Regions from separate parts of the Mus musculus genome. Here region 1 is linked to region 2. Evidence: chromatin contacts called from public HiChIP or PLAC-seq data. All regions are on one chromosome and are shown on one strand. The core of a region is the stretch at or near the end of the contact, and the rest is flanking DNA. Distances in the headings are between cores, read along the strand shown. Region 1 has its middle 3.5 kb from the start of Gm36857. Region 2 holds the start of Pdk1 (pyruvate dehydrogenase kinase, isoenzyme 1).

Region 1 (6,775 bases), core at 2,451-4,950, 290 kb after region 2:
GCTCCTCCTATCAGCCCTCCCAGGCTTGGCACCGCAACCACCCAGGGAGGTGAGTGCGTGCCACTCTCCTGGTAAATTGCAAGTTGTTCCTTTGTTGAAGAGAGCGGCTCAGGAGGGTTTCTAGAGTCTAAATTATATCCTGGTAAAACGAGGACCATACCCTGACATGGCAAGATGCTATTTCCTGGGTCTGTTTACTGCTTTTATTTTTCTCTTCCCTCTGACTTTAGAATTTACTAAACATCTTAGATGTACATTGGATCCATTCCTATACAGCTAAAGCTATCATCTGTTGCTTTTAAGGCGTTTGGAAGACAGGGGAAGCTTTCATTTTAAAATGTGAACAGTTCTAAGATGTTAAAGCATCACTGAGTGTGTTGCTATGCCTATAATTCTGGTACCAGGGCAGTGGAGGCAGGAGAATTGGAATTTCAAGGTCATTCTCTACTGCATAGTGAATTCAAGGATAGCTTGGGCTATATGAGACTCCATCCAAAATAAGTAAAATAAATAAATAAATAACTTTTCTTACATTTAAAAGCATCACCAGAGTTGGAGGTTTAGCTCAGTGATAGAGTGCTTGCCTAGTGAGCATGAAGCCCTGGGTTTGGTCCTCAGCTCTGGAAGCAAAGCAAAGCAAAACAAACAAACAAACAAACAAACAAACAAACAAGGATAATTGGCACATACAACCTTGCAGGGCGGTAGTGGCACAGGCCATTAATCCCGGCACTCAGGAGGCAGAGAAGGCAGATTTCTGTGTGTTTGAGGCCAACCTGGTCTACAGAGTGAGTTCCAGGACAGTCAGGGCTACACAGAAAAACCCTGGGTTTTTTTTTGTTTGTTTGTTTGGTTGGTTGGTTGGTTGGTTTGGTTTGGTTTTGGGTTTTGTTGTTGTTGTTGTTGTTGTTTTTTAAGTAAATAAATAAATTAATGCATCATCAAAATCCAAGCATCAGTGAATGGAATAAATTTGATAGTTCTAAAAATGATGCTAGCAACTTCAGACTGTGAAGCTAAATCCACAGGAAGACACTGAACTATACAGATTCATCATCTCACAATCACAGAGCATCTCTGTGCTTCGAGCCAAGTATCGTCCTAGTGCTGAAGAATGGACAGCTTAGGAGAAGCGTGGTATGTGGTGAAAAAGAGGCAATCCTTGCCTACCAGCACCTCCAAGCACGGCCACAGTAAGATATACCGGGCAGCTGGGACACTCGGCAGACATGGAGGCATCTTTCTGTTTGATGCCCAGAGATTGAACTCACCATGGTGGCGGGAGAGGGGGGTGTGTAGAAAGACAGATTTTCTGCAGGCAAAGCCATGAAAGAAGGACAATGAAGGCAGAAAAAGAGAAATATAGGTCAAAGCAAGAGAGAGGAGACTCCTTCCAGATGAGATTGCAGTTCCTGGGTTTCTCTATTACACACTTAGCTAGGCTGGAGTCTCTAGCAGTGGGGTCAAGTTTAAATAAAGTCCTCCCTGTGGCTTAGGAGATGAAGAGGGTGGTACATAAACTGGCCACGCAGAAGCAGGAGTAGAGAAAAGAACCGAGTCAGGCTCCTTTGCTTTGACGGCATCTCGGCCTACCCTAGTGAGGTTATCCTGCCTGTTTGGACAGCCCTGAGACTACGTAGTAAGAAAGAGACAGATATTTGGTACAATTGAATCTAATATGAACATTTTCAAACTAAGTATAAACGAAATACCGATCCTCTGATGGCAGACCAGACACCCACAGCTGCCACAATCCAACGAAAGACAGCAGCGAGCTTTCTTGGATGGCTGGAGACAGAAGTTGCCAGTCATCCTGTGAGATTAGTGTGGATTCCTGTGTAGCTACGGCTAGAAGGGAGGCCATCACAGCCTTGTAATTTTCTCAGACATTTGCCAAACCCTCAACAATGAGCCACCTCTATGGTTAACCACAGCAAGGACCATGCGGGAAGTAGTGGGACCAGATTCCGGCTCTGACTCAGCCTTGAGGGAATGTTTCTCCCTCTAGGAAATCCCTAATGACACAGTAGCTCTGCTGCATCTTCCATCGGTGGCCAACGGCTGACACACCTCGGAGCCACTGGTCTCTGGCCGTAGAAAGGACAATGGGAATGGTGCCTTGTAAAATGCTATGAAATCCTCCGGAATAGATTTGTCCACAGCCATATAGTAGATCATTGTGCAGAACGAAGGCCCTCTATCTACAATGTCCAGGGAAACCCTCTGCAATATGGTACCAGTGCAAAAAAGGCAAGCTACAGAGCATACAGTCCGATCTTACATGTTTAATGAAAATATACATGCCTAATTGCAAGTACATGGAAGTCTCTGGAATGAGCTAAAAGACGCTGTCATGTCTAGGGATAGGAGTTTTATTTGTGCCTGATTTCCTTCTGTGCTACTTTTACAACTTCAAAGGCATTTAAAATTCTTCCAGTTTATGTGATGGTCAAGGCTAAGAAAAAATCATGATAACTATAGCATCTCTGTGCTAAGCAAATGAAATGAAAACCACCCCCAAGCTTAGCTCTCTCTAGGCTAACGCCTTTCTTTATTAGTAAGGAACTCCAGTCGGTCCTACTACAGTGTTACTTAAAAATAAGATTGTTATTCTGGCCCAGAATTGTTCCAGTCTAAAAGAACTGCAGGGACAACAACAGAGAAGAGACTGAGGGAAAGGCACTCGAGTAAATGGCCCAACTTGGGATCCATTTCAAGGGAAGGCCCCCAAGGCCTGATACTATTACTGATGCTATGGTGTGCTTACAGACAAGAAGCCTAGCATGGCTGCCCTCTCAGAAGTCCAAAAGGCAGCTGAGACAGATGCAGATACTTACACCCAACCAATGGACAGAAGACAAGGAACCCCTGTGGTTGAATTAGGGAAAAGCTGGAAGGTGAGAAGGGTGACCCCATAGGAAGACCAGCAGTCTCAACTGACCTGGCCCCCTGGGATCTCTCAGATACTGAGCCACCAATCAAGCAGCAAACACCAGCTGGTCGGAGGTCCTGACACATATACAGCAGAGAGCTGCCTGGTCTGGCCTCAGTGGGAGAAGACGCTCCTAACCCTCAAGAGACTTGAGGCCCCAGGGTGTGGAAAAGCCTGGCAGGGGACAGTTGGGGAGAGGGGGATATTCTCTTGGAGACTGGAGGGAGGAGGAATGGGGTGGGGCACTGAGGGTGGGGGGAACAGGGAAGAGTACCATGGCTGGACTATTTTAAAAAGTAATAAAAAATAAGGTTTTTTATTATTTTAAATTATGTTCATGTATTTATGTAGGTGTGTTCAGGTGCCCATAGAGGCCAAAGGTGGAATTCTAGAGTTCTGAGCTTCCTGGCATGGCTGGGATGCCTTTGAATGTGTTGTTGGGTGGAGAGTGGCTTCTGTCTCTAACCAGGTTCTTGTCCTTCTTCAAGGGTGGAGTGGACAGACAGTAAAGGGTACTAAGAGGAGATACTTTACTGAAAATGAGTAAGGCATCTTAAGTCAGATTGCCGCGGGAGCTTTAAATAAACCAAATTTGAATTCTCCGTAGCAGAAGGACGCCATTACGATGCTAAAATGTTACAGCTAAACTGTAAACAGTAAACTGGGGTCCTCTGAACAGCTGCCTCTCTGCCTCGCTCTATCATGCTCATTTTCTGTTCCGTGGACTTCACAGTGAACAAATAGTAATAAAGGTCAGACATGGTGACTCGTGCTCAAAGTCCCAGCACGGAAGAGATGGGCGTGAGAGGGTCGGGCACTCGGGCTCAGCCTCAGCTACATCTAAGTAAGTCAATCTGAAACACATGTCTCAAGAACAAAGATAAAACAAAACTAACGGTATGTATGTGTACAAATTAGATGCATGGAAGGAGACATACACAAGGCTAAATGCTGAACAAGTACAGCTAACCACTCTTAACACTCAGAAACCTAACAATCCCTCCGCTCATTGTCTGGAAACAGCAACCCTCCTCGGTATGGGATGGTTTCTATCAAAGTATCCACCTCCAGGCTGCCAAAGAGCAGGCCCTACCCTGCCTGACCCTCTGCAGATGGAAAGAGCTTCAGGCATCAAACTCAGGGAGGACAAGACTCTCTGATAGACAGGAAACTCAAGCCTAGAGGAAAGGGAGATACAGAGAAAAACAAAACCCCTATTGTCAAGCTTCTGACAGCCACAGGGGATATGGGGGGGAGTGGGGGGAGACGCGATGACAAAAAAAAAAAGCCACCAAAAAACAATCAACAACCAGAAATGATGCTGACTTTCTTTCTTTATTTTTTGTTTTGTTTGTTTGTTTGTTTTGTTTTGTTTTTCGAGACAGGGTTTCTCTGTGTAGCCCTGGCTGTCCTGGAACCCACTCTGTAGACCAGGCTGGCCTCGAACTCAGAAATCCACCTGCCTCTGCCTCCCGAGTGCTGGGATTAAAGGCGTGCGCCACCACCACCGGTTTGATGCTAACTTTCAACAGCTCTCCCCTAATTGGATGGATATGAGAGATTCAACCAATCAGGGCCCAGCTGGTCAATCTCAGCACCTCGCTGCTCACTTTCCCCACAAAGCTCCAAGGAGAAGGAAGACACCTTGTATTAGTTACTTCGGTGCTGCTGGGATAAAACATCATCACCAAAGCAACTTCTAGAGGAAAAAAACGTTTATTTGGGCTTTCGGTTCCAGAGGGATCGGAGTCCACAAATGTGGAGGCATGAGTGAAATGGAGGCGTAATAGTCTGAACAGGAAGGAAAAGCTCACATCTTCAAACCCAAGCAGGAAGCGGGGAAAGCTAACTAGAAACGACAGAGGATTTTAAACTCTCAAAAACTGCTTCCGTGCCACCTAAACCTTCTCAAAAAGCGCCACCAACTAGGGACCTGGAGTTCACACAGACTTCATTCAGACTACCCCACACAAGACTTTAGAGCTGTATCCCAGCTCTGGCTTGGAGGCTTTCAGAGAAAACTCCTAGACTCACAAGGGGAGGGAAGACAGGGGAGACCGCTGGCTGCTCTAAGGCCCTGCAAGTGCTATAAGCTTCTCAGAGCTGCACAGGGGCTCTAAAAGGAATGGCTCCTGATTGGCATAAGGAGGCCTTTGGGGTGGAGGGCAGTCCAGCTGTAACATTTTAGCATCGTAATGGAGATCCTGCTGCTACGGAGAATTCAAATTTGGTTTATTTAAAGCCCCCGTGGCAATCTGACTTAAGATGCCTTACTCATTTTCAGTAAAGTATCTCCTCTTAGTACCCTTTACTGTCTGTCCACTCCACCCTTGAAGAAGGACAAGAACCTGGTTAGAGACAGAAGCCACTCTCCACCCAACAACACATTCAAAGGCATCCCAGCCACGAGTATTAGTTGAGGGACAAACAATATTCTAAGTTGTACCAACCAGAAACTTCTCTAAAATTTGGCATCTAAGTCCTGAAAGGAAAATGTGTCTCTTTCTCCAGGCCTTTGAGCAGTGTAGACAAGGACATGACCCAGCCAGGCAGAGGTGAACAGAGTTGAGACACAGTGGATGGAGAATGGGGACAGAGTTGAGAACGTCATCTGAATTCCTGAACCCCACCAAGCTTAAAGCCGAAAGCACTCTCTTGGTCTTCCCGTTCGTATGATCGATAAATCTAATGTCTTTGTCCACTTCATATCACTATCACTAAGTCTCAAGGGCTGAGAAGCTTATGAGGAAAAGAGGTTCATTTATGTCACCGTTTTGAAAGCTGGTTGTCTGTGATTGTCAGGCTCATCTGGTCAGCCTCTGGGGAAGGTCTCCTCGCTGTGGACAGATGGCATCACCGGGCAAGAGAAAGATCACACAGCAAAAGAAGAAGCAAGAGACAGGCTCACTGTTCCGTAATAATGGCTGTCATATAAACCAACTCACTTGTAAATCCCAGAATTAATGGTGGCCAGGATCTCACCCTTCAACACTGCACCTCACCTCTCAGCTGCCGCCATCTTTCAGGGTTATGATATTGGGAACCAAACATAAGTATGGTGATATTCTAATGTAATATAATGTAATGATCATCTTTTTACAGAGACAAACAGTGTCCAAATGAGAGCAGTTGGGCTTTCTTGATGTTTCCTTGTAACCTAAGAGCTCTTAACTAACTACTGTCACTTTTGTCTCATCAAGGGCATAAGCACCACTCCAGGATGGGGAATATCGGTCACATTCAAGATCCAAGTTTTATATTTTTATTCTGAATGTCATTGCCAAGTAGGAAATCCTATTTATTCTTCGGGAAAAGGAGATTCACGAATTCATTATATGGAAATACAATTCATCTGCAGCCAAGCCTAAGAAAAAAATAATTTCCTAGACATTTTCTGTCAAAAAAAAAAAAAAAAAGAGTTTCTATTGTACTTCAAAGGCAAACAGAGTCATCTGAAAATCAACCAGAGGAAGGAAGGAGGGTTGACCTCTGTCCTGATGATGTCGCCGTGCTAAGTGCCAGCCTCAGATTCTCCAAATTCCCAGCTTGCTGGTTTTAGCACTGCATTGTTGCTTATTTCTTGTCAAAAAAATATTCTCAACAACTGAATTATTCTTTTAAAACAAAGGGTCTCCCTGTGTAGCCCTGGTTGTCCTGGAACTCAGTCTGTAGACCAGGCTGGCCTTGAACTCAGAGATCCTCCTGCCTCTGCCTCTGGAGTGCTGGAATTGAAAGGCACGTGCCACCACCATGCCTGGCCGTGTTGTATAATCTAACGATAAGATCAGATTTAGAGAAGTAAAGAGTAAAGCTGTCCTTTCAATCACCAAGCGGGTGGGGAAG
Region 2 (7,124 bases), core at 1,716-4,215:
CCGACAGCCATTCTACCACACTACGTCTCCATCCCCTAGCCTTTGTAATATAGAAAAAGATATACTTCACCAACATAAATTCACTTTATAATAAAGTACACACAGCCCTGGATACACACTACCATTCTGAGACACCATGGTACAACAAAGAGAGACACACTCAGGATTGAAACCCAGGGCTCCAGTGTCTGTGCTCACACCTGGACAAAGACTGTATCAGGTCTTAGCTTCCTCACCAGTGAAAGGAGTCAGTAGCACCTACCAGGCATGGTTGAAAAAAATAAAACGAAATGTGTATCTAAATATATAGCCATTAACAAATAGTAACTACTTTTCTCATTAGAATTTAACACTCTCAAAAACAAACAAACAAACAAATAAAATATGTAAAAGTATTTTCTTTAACCTTGGATAAAATTCACAAGTCCACTGTAATTGTAAACACAAGATGGGACACTTGCTGGGCAGTGGTGGCACACGCCTTTACTCCCAGCACTCAAAGGCAGAGGCAGGGAGATCTTTGTGTTTGGGGCTAGCCTGGTCTTCAGAGTGAGTTCCAGGACAGCCAGGCCTATACTGAGAAACCCCATCTCAAAACAAACAAACAGAACCAGAGCAAAACAAAAAAGATGGGCTCTTACCAACTTTGCACCAGCTGTACGGATGGGGTCCTGAGAAGATTGTCGGGGAGGAGGCTGATTTCTTTCATTATATTTGCCAATCTAACAGGCAACTCTTGTCGCAGAAACATAAACGAGGTCTTTTCACAAGCATTCACTGACCCTGAAACCAAGCACAGTGACAGGCAGTGAGTGACAGGCACCGGTAGCCGGAGCGAGAAAAGGAGAGTCAGTCACTTGGCAAGGCCACAACGGTACATTTACCATAGTGAGAGGAAGGAACTAGGAAACAAAGATATATCCAGGCACAGTTGAACTAACCGGTCTATAAAGTAATCCTGATTCCAAACTGACTTCCAATTCCTGAAATTCCAACTGCTCAGTACAACCATGTATGCTCAGTACAACCATGTAGGTACTTGTTATACTTCAGGATGACTAGGATTCAGGTAAGCTGTCTGCAGTAAGGCTCAGGGCCTGTGAAGAGAACTGGGAAAGGCCAATTCTATATACCCCACTGCTGCTGCCTTTAGAAATTCTGACTCCTGCTGGGAAGTAATGGCTGGAATCTTTAATCCCAGAACTTGGGAGACAGAAGAACGAGGAACTCTCTGATTTCAAAGCCAGCCTGATCCACAGAGTGAGTTCCAGGACACCAAAGCTACAGAGAAACCTTGTCTCGAAAAACCAAAAAAAGAAGAAAAAAAAAAAAAAAAAGGAAAAGAAAGAAATCCTGACTCTCGACTTTTGAGTAAATTCTGACCCAAGTCATTGACTAGACACAAATACTAACCACCAGAACAAATACCACCAGAACACAGTCAGTACAGAGGTTTTCAGGCAACAGAAGGCAAAGACCATCAACACAGTATCACCAACCATCAAGTGGAACCAGCTCAGTTGTCTGATTCCTGAGACCATCACCTCCCCCTTCCTCCACTCTTGAATCCAGATGTTTGGCAGAAGAGTTGATAAGTGTCCCTCCCCTGGCAAGCACCTTCACTTGAACTAAAAAAGTCACATTTCAGCAATCCATTTGAAACTAAGTGGACCTCGCAGATGGAACCTTAGCAGAAAACTATCTTGTCAACAGTAGCAGTATTATTAAGGAAAGCATCTTGCCAAAGTTTAATAGCGTATTCATGAACAAGGTGAACATTGCTACACCACAGTACAGGCATTCACAAATAAAAGCAAAACACACACACAAAACGGGGGCCTTTCATAGTCCCTTACTAAAGAAACACAAGGAAAAGCACCTGTCACTTCAAACCACAATTTTAAGATAAAGTACCTACCCCCACCACTAATCTCTCGTGCGTGCTAACCATGTTATAACCTGGCAGCACGACACAGAAGATAACTTTTTCTACTCCAGAACTTTCGGATTTCAATGTTAAGAGTTTATTCTAAGCATTTCCCTTTCCGCCTCATTACTCCTGATGAGAAGCCAAAAGTCAAAGGCCTAATTCTGCAGTTCTGCAATCTGTTACACACAGACAAGACCATGCACTTTACACGTGCTTGAGACTGGCTGCTGTTGAAACGAATTTGCTCTCGGTGAAAACACTGGCGAGGAAAGCACTGGGCCAGTAGTAACTTGTTTTCCAGCCATCACGCCACTCCAAACGATCGCCACTGTGCTGGCACCGATCTCGCCTCTGCAGAACACCACCCTCGAAGCAGTTTGAGCCCTGGCCTTGAACCTGAGCAAGGCATCCCCAAAGACACCAGGTCCCCAAGCGCGCACCTACGCACGTGCGCGGAAGGCTGCAGCCGCGGGCCCCCTGCTTTGTTTTTTTGGGTTTGTAGTTTTTTTTTTTTTTTTAAACACACTATAGTCGCACGTCCCTGTTACGTGCCCGGCCTTCCAGCGCCCGCTCCCTCCGAGGAGGAAGGAAGCACCTAAGACGCAGGGGGGGCGACACGAGGGAGGAGGAGGGGTGCGCCTGGGAGGACGGGGCCCGTGCACAGAGGCCCGACGGCCCAGCGGCCGCCCTCACCGAAGTCCAGGAACTGCTTCATGGAGAGTGGCGACGGCGAGAAGCGCGCATAGAAGTCCACCTGGCCCGGAACGCCAAGCTCCGACGCCGGCCCGGAACCCGAGGCCGAGGCCGAGGCCAGGCTACGGCTGGCGCAGGGGACGGCGCAGAGCGGCCTGACGCTCGTGCCGCCCCGCAGCAGCCTTGCCAGCCTCATACCGAGCCCCGCCGGAGGAGCCGGAGCTCCGGGCGCCAACCTGCGGCTGTATGCCGCTGCCCGGGCGCTACGTGCGGGACGTGGCTGGCCGCGGGGGCGGGGAGCTGCTGTCAGCGCTGCGGCCACCGCCCCCTCGCTGGAACCACGCCCCCGTAGGCGGAGCACGGACAGCACGGAGGAGGGCGAAAGGCTGCGCTAGCCACCGCCCCTGGTTAAAGACACGCCCATGTAGGCGGGGCCCTGGGAGGACGGAGGCGGGGAAAGAAAAAAAAAAAGGGAGCGCTGCTGAGCTTTGTGGGGTGTGGTGCAGCTGAAACCACCCGGAGCGAGTGGCCGCCGTGGGAGCCCGGCTTAAACGATCCAGCTTGCGCTGTGTTGCACCCCTTTGCACCCTTTCGTACTTCCTCCGCCCTCCCAGTCTCAGCGGAAAAGCTCTAGGCTGTGCGAGATCGTTGGCAATGAGCCTGTTCTCATTGCCCTTGGATCATGCAAGCCCTTGATTTGCAGGTGCAGCCGAACAGTGGTACAAGAGTTGAACTTGGGGGTGTGGCTCTAAAGAATTCCACAGCAACGAAAGTCCCGGGAAGAGCGCGTTGAAACACTTTATGCAAGCAATATTGCCACAGTACTTAAAGACTACTCGCTCTTTTTCTGTTAACTCATCTTAGAGTTACAATGTGCCTGCTCCATCTTTTCAATGTATAGAGATAGTGAATGTAGAATTAGAACATATTTAATATCTAACCCCACGAAAATCACGTCTGTCTTCTGAACACTGTAAAGTCCCCATCCAACTACCCTAACATTTGCTGTGTCTTAGGTGCAAGAAAACTATCCTGCCACGTGTGAAGTTTATCAATTATGTAGAATACACACCGAATAACACTTCATAGCTCCATGCTGGTCGCTTTTGGGTTTTGTTTTGGTTTTGTTTATGTTTTATGAGACAGGGTTTCTCTGTATAGCCGTGACTGTCCTGGAACTCGCTCTGTAGACCATGCTGGCCTCGAACCCAGAAATCCACCTGCCTCTGCCTCCCAAGTGCTGGAATTAAAGGCATGCGCCACCACTGCCCCGCTCGCTATTGGGTTTTGAAAAAACACAAATCATGAAGTCTGGGATGTAGCTCATATCCAAAGCCCTGCGTTTCATCCCCAGCACAAGGAAAGAAAAAACAAAAGCAACCCCCCCCACCCCACCCCCCCACATTGTGTTGGCCCAGGTTTATAATTTCAGCGATCTGCAAGTGGAAGCAGCAATGTGGGAGGTGAGAATTCTAAGGTCATCCGAAATCATGCCAGCCTGTTATTCTGACTCCTATCTGAAAACAAAGAAACAAATACCTGCCCACCCTCCCCCAACATACACAGAAAAACAGAAATTAGATCAGAGTCCCTTTAAAGAAAGCTGTTATTCTGTATCCAACAAACTGTGTGTAGCACAAAGCGGGGATATTGTCCGCATGGAAACAAAAGCAAGTGGTTTTGATTCTAGAGAAAGAAAAATTGTTTTTCCTCAAGTATCCAGTAGAAATTGTGGTCTCCTCTTGGGGTTCTTAGTCTCATTTAGAAAAGAGTTTAAGAATAGACTAAAGTGGAAGCTCAAGGATAATTTTATTAAAGTTTAAAAGAAGAAAAAAAAAACCTCCAAGGTAAACAAGCTGTGCATCTCAGCAGCTGCCTGGAGGAGGAGAATGGGGTAAAGAAAGAAAACAAACAAACAAACAAACAAAAAAGCACAAACCAACGAAAAGACCTATGCTGCTCCAGTTACTGGCATGGAGGTCAGATGGAGGTCTGCCACAGGGTGGGAAGGGGGGCCTTAGAGAAAAGGGTAAGGAAGCCCAAAGTATCAGAAAAAGCAGCATCAAAGAGGGAGGGGGTAAAGGGAGGGAGGAAAAAAGGGAAAATTGTGCCTTTCTGACTCCAACCCAGTACCTCATGGTGGTTTATAGGAACAGTGTTGGGGAAGGAGGAATTCTGGGAAGGAAAAGTACAATATCTCATTAAAGGACAAAATATTTCTTCTACCTATTTAGGATAGCTGAAGGCGAGTTTGCTTTCCTAGCAGTCCCAGGCCAGGTGATTGACACTGCCCAACTGCAATGTTAGCTCTCCACCCAGGCCAGAGAATCTAGCCCCTTCACCAGATGGAGGTTTGTTTTTCTTTCGTTTAAGAGTTATTTTATTTATATGAGTACACTGCTGTAGCTGTTTCCAGACACACCAGAAGAGGGCATCAGATCCCATTACATATGGTTGTGAGCCACCATGTGGTTGCTGGGAATTGAACTCAGGACCTTTAGAAGAGCAGTCAGTGCTCTTAACCACTGAGCCATCTCTCCTGCCCCTAGAGGGTTTTTTGGTTTTGGTTTGGTTTTTTTGTTTTTTCTTTTTTGGTTTATTGTTTGTTTGTTTGTTTGTTTGTTTGTTTTAGAGACAGGGTTTCTCAGTGTAGCCCTGGCTGTCCTGGAACTTACTCTGTAGACCAGGCTGGCCTCAAACTCAGAAATCCGCCTGCCTCTGCCTGCCAAGTGCTAGGATTAAAGGTGTGTGCCACCACCGCCCGGCTTGTTTTTTTCTTAATGGGTCTTTAAGGCTATTCTAACATTAAGTCCTTTGTTGCATCAGACCCTGTAAAGAAACAAAAACAAGAAAAAGATGCCTATTTCATATATTTGTGCTGTATAGCTGGGGAATGATAATTTTTAAAAAAAGTGGCCTTGAATCCCAGCATATAATATCTCCAATATAGTATAGTGAAATGATTGTTTAGAGAAATGATAAGTCATTATAAATTGAAATATCCTTAACAAAACAACCTATTTTTATAGCTGTTCCACTGTCTACTGCTTTTCTCCAGTGGCCTGTAGCTCAAATCCATCTGCCAAAGGAAGCATATTTGGGGCAGGAATTTCAGGTATCTTACAACACCATCCTGTCAAATGCAGGAGAGCTTGTTGTTTGAAAGGATTAAGTTTGTTCTGGATGACCCGGAGAGCAGATGGAAACCACAGAGTAACAGACACAATTCAACATGGAAAACTGTTGTCCGTTATACAGCCATTTCAGTCAGATGGACATCATGGAGGGAGGGGCTCTTGTTAGTGACCCTTAGATAGGAGTCTAGAAAACAGCTCTATAAGGATGGCCCTGGGAGGCTGTGGGAAAATAGGGTATTGTAAAGGAAAGAGCCTGGGTTGCATCTTAATGCTTTGACTGTGCTCTGTCAGTCATATGCCTTTCCATGTGTGTCTGTCTTAATCTCTCTGAGTGTAATGGTTTGTAGATGCTCAGCCCAGGGAGTGCACTATTAAAAGGTGTGGCCCTGTTAAAGTAGGTGTGTCACTGTGGGTGTGGGCTTTAAGACCCTCATCCTAGCTGCCTGGAAACCAGTATTCTCCTAAATTTGCCTTCAGATGAAGATGTAGAACTCTCAGTTCTTTCTGCACCATGTCTGCCTGGGCAATACCATGCTCCTACCTTGATGATAAATAATGCGACTGGACCTCTGAACCTGTTAGCCTGCCCCAATTAAATGCTGCCCTTTATAAGACTTGGCATTGGTCATGGTGTCTGCTCACAGCAGTAAAACCTTAACTAAGACACTGAGTATCAATATAGTACTAGGAAAGTACAACAAATGCCTTCATAAGTCTTCGTAGCATAAATAGTATAGTTATATATGTTTACACAATGCCCAGGCCTTACTAAAGAGCTAATAAAAAGGTATCTTATGTGTGGGGCGTGGTGGCGCACGCCTTTAATCCCAGCAATTGGGAGGCAGAGGCAGGCAGATTTCTGAGTTCGAGGCCAGCCTGGTCTACAGAGTGAGTTCCAGGACAGCCAGGACTACCCAGAGAAACCCTGTCTCGAAAAACAAACAAACAAAAAAGGCATCTCATTATTAGGATTTTATGAGAACTATTCCACATACATGGTGTGCCAGAGGTTCAGTAGGAAATAATTTAAAATTGAATATAAACATCATTCAGATAACCTCCTATCCATCTTTTAAAGATTTATTATGTGTATAAGTGTTTTGCCTATATCTATGTATGTGTACCATGTGTGTGCCTGTGGGTGTCAGATGAGGCCATCAAATCTCCCGGAACAAAAGTTCTGGATCATCATGAGAGTCCATGTTGGTGCTGGGACCAAACCCAGGTCCTCTACAAGAGCAACAAGTACTCTAAACTACTGAGCCTTCTCTCGAGCGCCTCTCATCTATTTCTATTCTCTCTCTCTCTCTATTTATTTCATTTTATTTTATTTTATTTTATTTTTTTTAAGACAGGCCCTCACT

Evidence for each region. HiChIP or PLAC-seq counts read pairs in DNA pulled down with a chosen protein or histone mark.
Region 1: a contact with region 2 is called in an HNF4G HiChIP or PLAC-seq map of pancreatic cancer cells. The contact joins the enhancer-like site here to the promoter of Pdk1 in region 2. A contact is called at or near these places in 6 of 39 promoter capture datasets (cranial neural crest, hippocampal neurons, neural stem cells and 3 more), 2 of 15 datasets of contacts at CTCF or cohesin (the NIH/3T3 cell line and pro-B cells), 25 of 115 datasets of contacts at active chromatin or transcription factors (the 230-238 cell line, the SCID.adh cell line, Th17 cells and 10 more) and 3 of 9 other capture datasets (adipose tissue, liver and macrophages).

What each region holds. Positions count from the first base shown.
Region 1 is chr2:71,584,411-71,591,185 of GRCm38.p6, reverse strand. No RefSeq gene overlaps it. Among named protein-coding and RNA genes, the nearest start is that of Gm36857, 3.5 kb to the left of the region's middle. Within about 2 kb of position 3,700, at least 1 of the 459 cell types and tissues checked has an H3K27ac peak or open chromatin away from gene starts, as enhancers often do. A contact at or near this core is called in pancreatic cancer cells, where this site is marked.
Region 2 is chr2:71,869,065-71,876,188 of GRCm38.p6, reverse strand. Pdk1 (pyruvate dehydrogenase kinase, isoenzyme 1) reads right to left here and starts at 2,965. Exons shown (of 11, transcript NM_172665.5): 1 at 2,624-2,965; 2 at 642-783. The coding sequence starts at 2,819.